Regions from separate parts of the Sus scrofa genome. Here all the other regions are linked to region 4. Evidence: chromatin contacts called from public Hi-C data. All regions are on one chromosome and are shown on one strand. The core of a region is the stretch at or near the end of the contact, and the rest is flanking DNA. Distances in the headings are between cores, read along the strand shown.

Region 1 (2,700 bases), core at 76-2,575, 100 kb after region 4:
AAGTATGGGAAGTTTTTCGTGCAAAGCCTGCTCTGAGCAGGTAAAATGTTCCTTTATTGTAGCCCTGGGGCCATGCCACCTCATCCGGATCTTACCCCCAAGAGCAGGGCCTAGTTGGGCTAGAAGTTAGGGCCAGCTTTTCTCACAGTCAAAGTCGACCTGACTGTTGTTCTTGATGGACAACACATTCAGGGTTCCAGTTTTGGGGAACCCGAACCAGCGAACTAGGTTTGTGGGCAGGGAAGCATATCCAGATCTAACGATACTCCATATACGTCCAGAGGGTGCCCATACCTCTGTCAAGCAGCGCTGTAGGATTAATCAAGGGGAGCCCAAAGTTCCCCATGCCCCATCCCAGCGCCTTGCACCTTTCCACCGACTTTTCTCCTATAAACAGCCAATAAGGGCTTACCCTTCGCATGTCTGCCAGCTGCGTTAGGAGGCGCCAGATCCGATTCTCTCGGTAGTTCACTCCTGAGCATCTATTTCCTCCTCTTGGCGAGCGCAGGGACCTTTAAAAAATGTCCAACTTCTGCTCCAGGGCTTGTCGCCTAGTAAAGGTCTCCACAGACGCGGGCAGAATGAATGAATGAAAGGCAATGTCTTCCGGTCAGCTCGGGTCTGAAAAGGCTCTGCTCTGGCTGTATTTCTGTACCTGTGTGTATGTGGATCCTTATCATTGAGTCCTGGAGTTTAACAGTTGTGCAGTCCGTACAGGTATGGAGCTGCGCTAATTTCTTCCTGAGCCCCCAAATGCCTCCTCCATCGAGCAGGTCCGCTTATGGGGGCCTGGAGAAGACCCCCCAAAAAGTGGCAGCAAAGAAAAAAAAATTATATATACACAAAATGCTTTCAGTTTGGGTCGGCCACGTAGGTAACGGGGTGGGGTGAAATGAAGGAAGAGGGTTAACCCGTGGGGGCCAAGGGCAATGGGGGAAGGGATTGAGGTGGGAGGTCGTTTTTGGGGGTGCCAGACCCTGGAGGCTTTCACGCCAGCAAGCTCGGCTTGCATTTCCGCGCCTCCCGCTGAGGCCAGCCGTGCAAATCTGCACCTCCCTCCCTACCCCCTCCTCTCTCCCTCCCTCCCTGCCCCGCCATCTCCGGGATGCGCCCGCCGCCTGCAACTCAGCCCTTCCAAAAGTCAGCTCTGCACACAACTCCCGGGCGGCGGCGGCGCCTGCGTGCAGAGGCGCACTCGTGACCCAACAACAAAACAGCGATGCCAGGGCGCTAACGGCGCCCGGTGCCTCCCGGGCGCCCTCCCCTCCCCACGCCTCCTCTGGCCGCCGCCCCCGCCCCCCCCATCCCGGGAGGAGTGCCCCCACCATCACTAGCCGGGCCGCGGGCTCCGAGCGCGATCGGCAACAATGTTTACGTTCCGGGGATTATGACGTCGACGCCTCCCCCCCCACACAACTGCTGAAAATGGTTTCCTAGGACTTTGCAAACGGATCTGCTTAAGTGTTGGTGCAAAACTTTGTAGATCTCGGCTCTGGCTTGCTTTATTTATTTATTTTTTGGCTTGTTTTCTTTGGTCTTCCCTCCTTCCCCCCTCCGCCAATATGCAGGGGGCAGGAGTGTTGACAATTAATTGGTGAACTCTCCTAAAAAAATGGAGGCAGAGAAAGACTCTGGAAGAAGATTGGTGTGTAGCTTTTTTTTTTTTCCCCAAATCTGTATCTGGTATATGATAGATCTATTTTTTTGTTGTTGTTTCTTGCTGCCTTTTCTTTCCTTTTCTATATTTTGCAAGAGGACCGGAAAAAAATAATAAATTGCATGCAAAAGGAAGCAAGCAGCTTACTCCTCCAGTCCCTTGTGAGGCTCAGAGTCTCAGACACTTAAGTGGGGAGATGGTAGCGGGGGAAGGCGTGGAGGGGGGTTAAGCGGGCTCGGGGTTCGCCCGGATTCTGGGGGGCTGCGAGGCCGGGCGCTCGGCGGTGGAGGGAGGAGGCAGGGGATGCGGGGAGTGGTGGGGGAGTCTCCTTAGGAAGTGAGTGTGCGCGCGCGCTTGTGGGGAGATGAGGCAGCTGCTGGTGCGTTTTGGGGTCTCCGATGGGAGCTTTGTGGCGGGCCGTCTGCCTCTCCCCTTCCCAAGCCCGGAACCCCTCCTCCCACCTCTTCTTCTTGCACTGGCGGGCGGTCGGCGGGGGCGGCTGGGGTCTCAGTCCTTCCATTTCAGCTTTCCAGCTTCCCCGGTAGCTCGGGGGCGGCTCCAGTCTTAGAAATGCCGCCGGCCCCGGGTTCCGGCTTCCCGGCTCTGCGGCCGCGGCCGCCAGGGCTGCTGTTAGCGCCGAGCCGGGCGCTGTGGCGGCTCCTCCCGGGGCCTACAAATGCCCCGCCAGCCCGTGCGCGGAGCCCCCCTCGCGGGTTACATAACCAGGCTCTCGGCCGAGTGGGCAAAACTCAACACCTCTCGGGGGAGGGGGGGGGGAGGCGAAGTCCCCAGATATCCCTTCCATGGCCTCCAAAGATGCAGGAGGGGAAGTGCCCTGTATTGGGAGCAGCCTGACCCTGGGGGTGCGGGCCCCTCTCAGTATCCTGATTTTCAGCATCTTGGGCATTTGCGCAAAGTTGCTCCGGTCGCAAAGGTGGGGTGCAGGGGGCGCGCGGCTCCTGCACCTGTTCGATCTGGGCCCAGGATGAAAGGCGACCCCCAGTTCCCCCAATAATGTCCTGGGCTCTTTGGTTTGGGTCCCT
Region 2 (2,700 bases), core at 173-2,672, 110 kb before region 4:
TAAAGAAGATGTGGTACATTTACAATGGAATATTAATCAGCCATAAAAGGGAATAAACATTTTGCCATTTGGGCTGACTTGGATGGACATCAAAAGCATTATGCACAGTGAAATAAATCAGAGAAAGACAAGTACCATATGCTCTCTCTTATATGTAGAATCTTAAAAAACATAACACACCACACAAGAAGCTCATGGATACAGAGAACTGACCCACGGTTGCCAGAGGTGGGGGGTGGGGAACGAGAGAAAACAGTAAACCAACTTTTTTTTTTTAGTTTAAATAAATTGGGGGGAGACTATAAATTATGTATAATTGGGACAAAATAAATATCACTTTCAAAAGCCAACAACAACCAAACAGGCTGGTGTGGGACATACAAGAAGTCGAAATGCAAGACGGTGGGGGTGGTAACAGAGTCCTGGCTGGGACTGCCAATGTCAAGGGCTGGAAGGTGTTTCCAGGTAACGATGATAGTGGATTAAGTCAGTTCCCTAGGAAGATGGCTCAACGATGGAGTTTCTGGTGGAGCCAGAGGCAGGGGGCTGTCCCGGAGGCCTCAGGTAAATGCCATCCATAGGTGGCCAGCAGCCAGCACTCCACCTTCCAGGGAAGTGAGCCTTGTGGATTCAGGTGACAGGGTGCTGGGGAGAGCCCAGGCCTTCCTCTCCCAGAGCTCTCAGCTCCACTTTCCACCACTCTGGGTCACGGGTAGGGCCACAACCTCTCCTCCTTTCCTCAGGCTCGAGCAATACCAAGGGCTCCCTGCTCTCTATCAGCTCCCCCAAACCCCAAAGAAACAAAGAGTCATAATCAACATTAAGAGAGACCTTAGGGTGTGCCAGTAAGGCACTGAAACTTATGTTTTTCTTACCGAATCCCCCTGCTCCACTACTATTGCTCCCTTTCCACAGATGGGGAGACTGAGGCTTAGAGAAATACGTAACTTTCTGCAGTTACAAAGAACATAGCAGCTCCAGGATTTAAACCCCCATACCCATGCCTCTAACCACTACGGAACACAACTTGATTGCCTAAATGTAAACCACACACTCGCTCTGCAAACAGGGCTTCAAGACCAATCCCTAATCCCTCTTTCACTTCTCCCCAAATATGAATTCTGGAGCCACTCCTGCACACAAAGCTGGCCTTGGCCTTCTAAGCTTTAGATTCTGGAGGGCAGAGATCGGCGGGACCAGCCCCAGGTCTTAGAGAGAATATGCCCTTGGCTTCTGGCCCCTGGCTTTGTCCCCCCACTGGCTAGTGGCCTTAGATGAGTCATTCCCCTTCTCTGGGCCTGACAGCACCACCCCGTCCAATGAGGCCACAGCTGGATCAGAGGCCTCCAGGCGCAGGAGCTCCCAGGTCAGCCCCCACCCCCAGGCAGCCCAGGAGGCCAGGGGCGGGACCTGCTTGGTGTTAAATATTTCTGACCAGCACTCCGCTCTTGGCATCTCATCCCAGCCTCATCAGCAGAAGTGTGACCAAGAGCAGTCATGGTAAGCACCTGCCTGGGGCTATGGCAACCTCCCCTGGTGGCACAGATCGGCAGTGAGATTTCCAGAAGCACCTTGGGTCCAAGCTTCCATGTCATACTGTCCTTTTCTTTCTTCTTAGACGTCTTACAGCGACAAAGGAGAGAAGGTAAACGAGAGGGGAAATGTGGGTTCAGTGTCCCAGGAAACCCAAGTGTCAGAAAATAGCAGAAGAGAAAGAGCTACAGAGGGTTGGTGATGTCCAGGATGCAGACTCAAGTTCATCTCCGGCTCCCTGTGCCACGTCTAGACTAAGCTGGACTCAGCCTTGCCCTTCTAAGAAACACTTTTACTCCTTCGAGTCCTGCCAATCTCTTAATCCTGTCTGGAAGTTCTTTCTAAACTCTAACTTAAATCTGTGTTGCTATAGCATAAGATTGTTTCCCCCTCGAAAACTGGACAGGCCTCCTGAGGGGGCTGACCAATCAGGAGCCCACAGAAGCTCAATTTCTACCTGAGAAACCTCTTTTGAGACTTGGCAAGGCTTCACGGCAGGGGGTGCAGTGGGTTGGTTTCTCAGTTCTGGGACTGAGGCTGGAACAAGGGGGGTGGCTGGGGACCCCCTCTCCACCTGCACTTTTCTAGACCCACCTCCAGGGATTCAGCCTCACCCCTCCTCTCCTTCTGCAGCCCGAGAGAGGCCGATTCCTCCACTTCCACTCCGTGACCTTCTGGGTTGGCAATGCCAAACAGGTAGAAGCCGGGGTGAGGTGCCAGGAGGGGGCAGAGGGTAGGGGAGAAGGCCTCCTGAACAAGGGCAGGCCTCTAGCCAGGTCTGTGATTGGTCCCTACGAGGGGTGGATCAGGGCAGGTGCGGGGACTGTCCCGGATAGACAGTCACCCTTTGGATCCTAAATTACACAATTGAGGCTGTGGACCCCAGCGGGAAACTCGCCTGAGCTCAGAATGGGACGGGGAGCAACCTTTCTTCCCAGGAGGGACTCTGCACCTGGGGCAACAGGGGGGACAGGCTGAGGGGACTGGGGGCTCTCAGCTGGGGGGGCCCCCTCCACCACAGCCCCTGACCCTCACGGCCCAGCTGTGGCTCTGTGCTCCAGGCTGCGTCGTACTACTGCAGCAAGATAGGCTTCGAACCCCTAGCCTACAAGGGCCTGGAGACGGGGTCCCGGGAGGTGGTCAGCCACGTGGTCAAGCAAGATAAGG
Region 3 (2,700 bases), core at 31-2,530, 71 kb after region 4:
CTTCCCAAGAAAACACAAGGGTGCAGCCACTCCCTCCTTCAAGGCCAAAAGCTTAGCTCACTCATGGGTGAGGCAGGAGTGCTGTGGGCTAGAGATCTTGGGGTGGGGGCAGACCCCATTCAGGCGGGCTGATGTCACTGAAGGCGAGAACCATGAATTGTTTTCTAGCTCCCTGCCTGGGTAGACGCCAAGATTCCTGGCCTGAGGGCATCCACGGGGTCACTTCTCAGCCCAACCTCAGCCTCACCCATCCCACCTTCAAGGCTAGTTCTCACTCCAATCCAGCCCGCCCTGGCAGAGGACACTAGGCCTACCCCCTAAATCAAGAACGAGCCCATTCAACGGGAACATGTCCCATGCTCCTCCCCCACACCCAGTGACTCAGTGGCAAGTTTCTGAAGAAGAAACTGCGGGTGGGGAGTGTTTGTCAACCCCCCTGGGCTGAGGCTCTCGGAAAACGCAGCAGGAGCAAGGCTGTGAGGAAATCCCCTCTACTAGGTAATCAAAGAACCTGGCAAATTCCTGCTAGCCTCAAATGTGGGGGCACAAGGGAGACACTCGGGGGTCCTTCTCCCAACCTCCTGCCACCTGTTCTCAAAGAGATCAGACCGCTCATGACTTTCCTTGCCCCCAGAACATATGTGGGACTGTCTTCTTACAGACAGATCTACGTCGAGGACCAAGCTGCATCAAGCTGGTCCACCTGAAGGCACCTGAGCCCTCCAACCCTGCACATAGTAAGACACCCAATCTCCCACATCGGGTGTCAATGATCGCCCCTCTTTCCTCACGTCCAGCACCTCTGGCCCCCTCCCGCGTCCACGGCAGCTTTCTCCCAGCTCTTCCCTTTCAACCCCAGCTCGCTCAGCTAGATCCCCCACGGGTCCCGTCGGGGCTGCGAGTGGCAGTGGCCAGGACGTGAAAGGGGGCAGGGCAGGGCAGGCTGCCCGAGCTCACCATGGCGAAGCCGGAGAGCAGAGCTGAGGTCCGGCTGGAGGCTTTGAGCTTGGCGCGGCTCAAGTAGAGCTTGCGCCAAGACAGCGCTTGCATCGAGTGCTCGTTGAGGCTCATCACCTCGGAGTAACTCTGGCCGATCCAGTCCGGGTAGGTGACCGCGGGCGGCGGCGGCGGCGGCGGCGGCGACCCCGGGGGCTCCCCGTCCCCGCTGTGGCGGCGGCTCCGGCGGCTGCCGCTGGTGGTGCTGCCGCCGCTGAGGGGAAGCTCAGGGCTGTTGCTGCTCGGAGGCGGGGCGGGCTCCGGATGCATGGAGCACGCTGCAAAGGCGCGGGCCGGCCCGGGCGCCTCCGAGGGCAGCGGCCCCCGCCCCCGCCGCACCTCCGCCTCTGCTGAAGCAGCCGCCGCCTGCCCCCCGCGCGGGTCCGGCCTCAACCGGCCGGCCGCGGAAAACAAGGAGGTCGAGGAAGCGACTACAGATCCAGCTCTCAGGGCCGTCTCGCCGCTGGCAAAAGCCGGGGGCGGCAGAGACGAGAGCTTGCGCGTGAGCCAGCGTCCAGGATCCCAGGGCCCCTCGGCGCGCTCCAGGATTGGCTGCCGCCCCTGGCTTATTTGCATGCGTCCTGCCCACTCAAGCCCCGCCCAGGAGGAAGCGTGGGGGGGGCGAGCAACGCGAGTCACGTGACTTCTCTGTTCCGACAGCACCACCCACAGTCCTATGCCCGCGCTGACTGCACCCGCCTCTCTTCCTGGAAGCACCCCAGCCCCCGGGGCCTCTCCGAGCGCCTCCCATCTCCACAGCTGCTCCAATGGCCCTTCTCTCGGAGCTCCGACTGCTGGGTCGGGCCACCTGAGGTCACCTCTGGGCGCCTGCTGAAGCTAATTTCCTTCCCCCTTGGAACAAGGTGACTCAAGACCTGCAGGAGAAAGAGCGGCTGTGATCTAAAGTTAATTCTGTATTTATTGAGCACCTACTGGGTGCCAACACTGCTCTAGGCACTGAGGCTAGGTTGGTGAAAAAGATGGACAAAATCTCCTGCCCGCTACATGGAGCTTACATTTTAGTGGAGGAGCGGTGCAAACACTGAGTAAATTATAATCGTTTAGAAGGTGACAGATGTATAGAAAAAATAAAGCAGGGAAAAGGAACATGGGTAGTGCAGGGCTACGATTTTAATTTGAAAAACTTAGAAGCGCCTTTTTTTTTCTGCTTCGCTTTCAGCATGTGTAAGTTGAGGAGGAGGCAGTTATTGAACCTGAGCAGGGCAGTGACAACTCTGGATCCTTAACCACCTGAGGCTCCAGGGAACTCCAAGGCCTTTTTTTTTTTTTTTTTTTTTTTGTCTTTTTGCTATTTCTTTGGGCCGCTCCCGCGGCATATGGAAGTTCCCAGGCTAGGGGTCTCATCGGAGCTGTAGCCGCCAGACTACGCCAGGGCCACAGCAACGCAGGATCCAAGCCGCGAATGCAACCTACACCACAGCTCAAGGCAATGCCGGATCGTTAACCCACTGAGCAAGGGCAGGGACCGAACCCGCAACCTCATGGTTCCTAGTCGGATTTGTTAACCACTGCGCCATAACGGGAACTCCGGAACTCCGAGGCCTTTTTATATTTTAGGTTAAGTATTTTGGTCTGTTTTGTCCAATTCGTTCACTTACAATTCACCAGCGTCTGGAACAAAAGCCACGGTACCGGTTAATACACCTATCCAATAAATGTACTGTGCACCAGGCTGAGGTATTC
Region 4 (2,700 bases), core at 62-2,561:
CTCTGGACACAGTAAGAGGCCAACCAACTGCAGGTAAGAGCTACATGGACAGGAAATGTCACTGCTCCAGCTGAGGCTAGGAAGGAGTGGGCTGCTGGTGCTCCACATGATTTCAGGCAAACAGAGCCCAATTCTGGAGAAAACAAACACAATCCAGTAGCTCCGGAGGGAACAGCCCCATCTCCAAAAACTGCCCAGACATCCCTCTTGGCCAACCCCAAGGTTTCTTAAGGTGTCTCTGGTTAGCAGAAAAGGTGGCTGAGGCCTCTGTGAACCTCCTATCAGGCCATACTCTCAAGGGGCCTCTCTTACACCCACCCTCACCCCACCCAGTATAAGACCCTGGGCCAAAGGGGTGAGAGCTGAGCCCTCTATCACTTAGGGAAGCAACCTAGGTCAGAACTGACAGATGTCATCCACAACGCCAAACTCGGCCTGTAGCAGCGTCAGAGAGACAGACACAGACACAGGAGCCCCAAAGACTGAGAACAGGGTCTCTCACCCTTACGCAAAGCTTGTGGGTTCAAGGTGAATGGCTCCCAAGCACATCTACCAAAATAGAGTTGCAGAGGACCGGGCTGCCCCGCCAGAGTAAAGGGGGACCTCAGCTGCCAAAACAGCTGGTGGGCGGCAGTGAGGTTTGGGGAGACCCTGGGGGAGATGGGGGCTGGGCTTGCACTTTGAGTCCCGGCACATACCTGTCCCCTCAGGCCTCCCCAACATGGACACGCCTGGAACTTCCCCTCAGAGGCCACCGACCAACTTTCTACAGCGAAGGAGGTGTACGGAGCAAAGAGCCGGTGCGAGGGCGGGGGAATCCAGGGCTTCGACCCGGCGCCCCAGGTGGATGAAGAAATGAAGTCCAGGGAGACGAGAGGGAGCTGGCCCACGAGGACCACCAGCCCCCAGGGCCTAGCCGGGGAAACCCTCTGGGCCCTGCTGGTTCCCCCTGTCCTGGCTGGCGAAGCAGGAAGGGGAATACACTACACGTCAGGTAGCAGTTTCGGGACCAGGTGGCCCGGTCCTACCTGCAGTTCCTGAAATTCTCCCTCCAGCTCATGCCACTCGCGCTCGCAACGCTCCAGCTGGCCGGACATGGTGCAGCGGTGCGAGGCGGCGGCGGTGGCTCCCGCAGCGTGGCGCGGCGGGCCACCAGCACCTCACGCCAGTCCGCTCGCCGGCCGCCTTCAGAGGCACCAGCTGTTCCTGCGCAGCCGGAGCCACGCGCGCACCTGACGTCACAGCCCCCGCCCCGGCTCCCGCCCCACCCCCTCTCCGGGAGGCAAGCCCCGGGCATGCGCACGCACCTCCTCCGGCTCCGCCCCCGCACGCCGCGCGCCTGCCGGGCGATTGCTGTAGCTTTGCAGGATTTGGCACACTCTGCAGCTACCCCCTTGGGAATGCTTCTCCGCCTCCAGAATCTCTCTGGCCTGGTTCTGGGCCGGGTGTGTGTGTCTTGTCCGCAAGCCGCATTCATAGAGCTTATTTTACTTAGATCGCGTGTATTTGAAGGGCTAGGGTCGAAAGGGAAAAAGGAAACGGGAGAAGTGAAAGGTCACCACCCCTTGGCATTGCCTTCACTGAGCCAAAGCCAACGACAGCCTATAATTCTAGAACTGATATTGACCGTCCAGCAAGGTCGCCAGGCAGCGCAGGGCAGCGCCCTGTCATCTCGTATTGTCATTATTTACTGCAACTAATACATCCTAGATCCTGCCCTCTAAGACTCTGGGTCACTCTCTTGACAGCTGTTTCTGTCAATCAAACAACACAACCATCTCAATGCTAACTGAATCCAAATTCCGTCCTCAGCACGATCCTGCAAGATTTATCCCTGCCTAGCTTTCCAGTGACATTTCCTTTCTCACCCACCCTAGATCAATACTCTCCAGCCACATTTTTTTCTTCCTGCCCTTGCCTGGAACAGTTTTCCCTCTAAATGTTCATATGGTTGCCTTTTTCTCATCATTCTAGCCTTAGGTCAAATAATACCTGTATTAGTTTCCTAGGGCTGCCCTAACCACAAACTGGATGATGTCCCACAAACTGAGTGGCTTAAACAGAAATGTATTCTCTCACAGTTCTGGAGGCTAGAAGTGAGAAATCAAATCGGCAAGGTCATGCTCCCTCTGAGACTCTGGGTAGAATCTTTCCTTGGTTCTTCATAGCTTAAGGTGGTGGCCATCAATTCTTAGCATTCCCTGGCTCTCACTTCACCTCTCCAATCTCTGTCTCTCTTTACATGGCCTCCTTCCCTGTGTGTCTGTCTCTGTGAGTCCTTTCCTCTTATAAGGACACAAATCTCCTTGGATTAAGAGTTCACCCGACTCCAGCATGAACTCATCTCAGTTTAACTAATTATATTTGCAAAGACTGTAGTTCCAAACAAGGTCACTTCTGGTATCCTCTTGTGGTGCAGCAGGTTAAGGATCAGGTGTTGCAGCAGCTCAGGTCATTTCTGTGGCTTGGGTTCAAGTCCCTGGCCCCAGGAACTTCCACATGCTGCAGGCATTGGCAAACAAAACAAAACAAAAACAAATAAGGTCACTCCTGATGTAGTGGGTATTACGATTTCGACATATCTTTCTGAGGGACACAGTCAACCTGTAACAACCTCTGGAAAAACAAACAAACAAAAAAAAAAACCTTTTCCTGAACACCCAGAGGTTCAAGTCTCCTCTCAGTCACTTATATATTATC

What was found. A called contact is a pair of places that touch in the nucleus more often than the background predicts.
Region 1: a contact with region 4 is called in a Hi-C map of skeletal muscle, with 2.7 times the contacts expected there. The contact joins the promoter of KDM2B here to the promoter of TMEM120B in region 4. A contact is called at or near these places in 2 of 47 Hi-C or Micro-C datasets (embryonic fibroblasts and skeletal muscle).
Region 2: a contact with region 4 is called in a Hi-C map of liver, with 4 times the contacts expected there. The contact joins the promoter of HPD here to the promoter of TMEM120B in region 4. A contact is called at or near these places in 2 of 5 promoter capture datasets (fetal liver and liver), 13 of 47 Hi-C or Micro-C datasets (alveolar macrophages, embryonic fibroblasts, heart right ventricle and 7 more) and 1 of 2 datasets of contacts at active chromatin or transcription factors (alveolar macrophages).
Region 3: a contact with region 4 is called in a Hi-C map of liver, with 2.9 times the contacts expected there. The contact joins the promoter of ORAI1 here to the promoter of TMEM120B in region 4. A contact is called at or near these places in 2 of 47 Hi-C or Micro-C datasets (liver and skeletal muscle) and 2 of 2 datasets of contacts at active chromatin or transcription factors (alveolar macrophages and skeletal muscle).

What each region holds. Positions count from the first base shown.
Region 1 is chr14:31,055,928-31,058,627 of Sscrofa11.1, forward strand. KDM2B (lysine-specific demethylase 2B) reads left to right here and starts at 1,326. Exons shown (of 24, transcript XM_021073427.1): 1 at 1,326-1,463.
Region 2 is chr14:30,844,191-30,846,890 of Sscrofa11.1, forward strand. It overlaps HPD (4-hydroxyphenylpyruvate dioxygenase), which reads left to right and starts at 1,423. Exons shown (of 14, transcript NM_001348964.1): 1 at 1,423-1,500; 2 at 1,619-1,645; 3 at 2,167-2,229; 4 at 2,595-2,699. The coding sequence starts at 1,498.
Region 3 is chr14:31,026,728-31,029,427 of Sscrofa11.1, forward strand. ORAI1 (ORAI calcium release-activated calcium modulator 1) reads right to left here and starts at 1,281. Exons shown (of 2, transcript NM_001173519.1): 1 at 958-1,281. The coding sequence starts at 1,266.
Region 4 is chr14:30,956,039-30,958,738 of Sscrofa11.1, forward strand. TMEM120B (transmembrane protein 120B) reads right to left here and starts at 1,312. Exons shown (of 13, transcript XM_021073234.1): 1 at 1,029-1,312. The coding sequence starts at 1,297.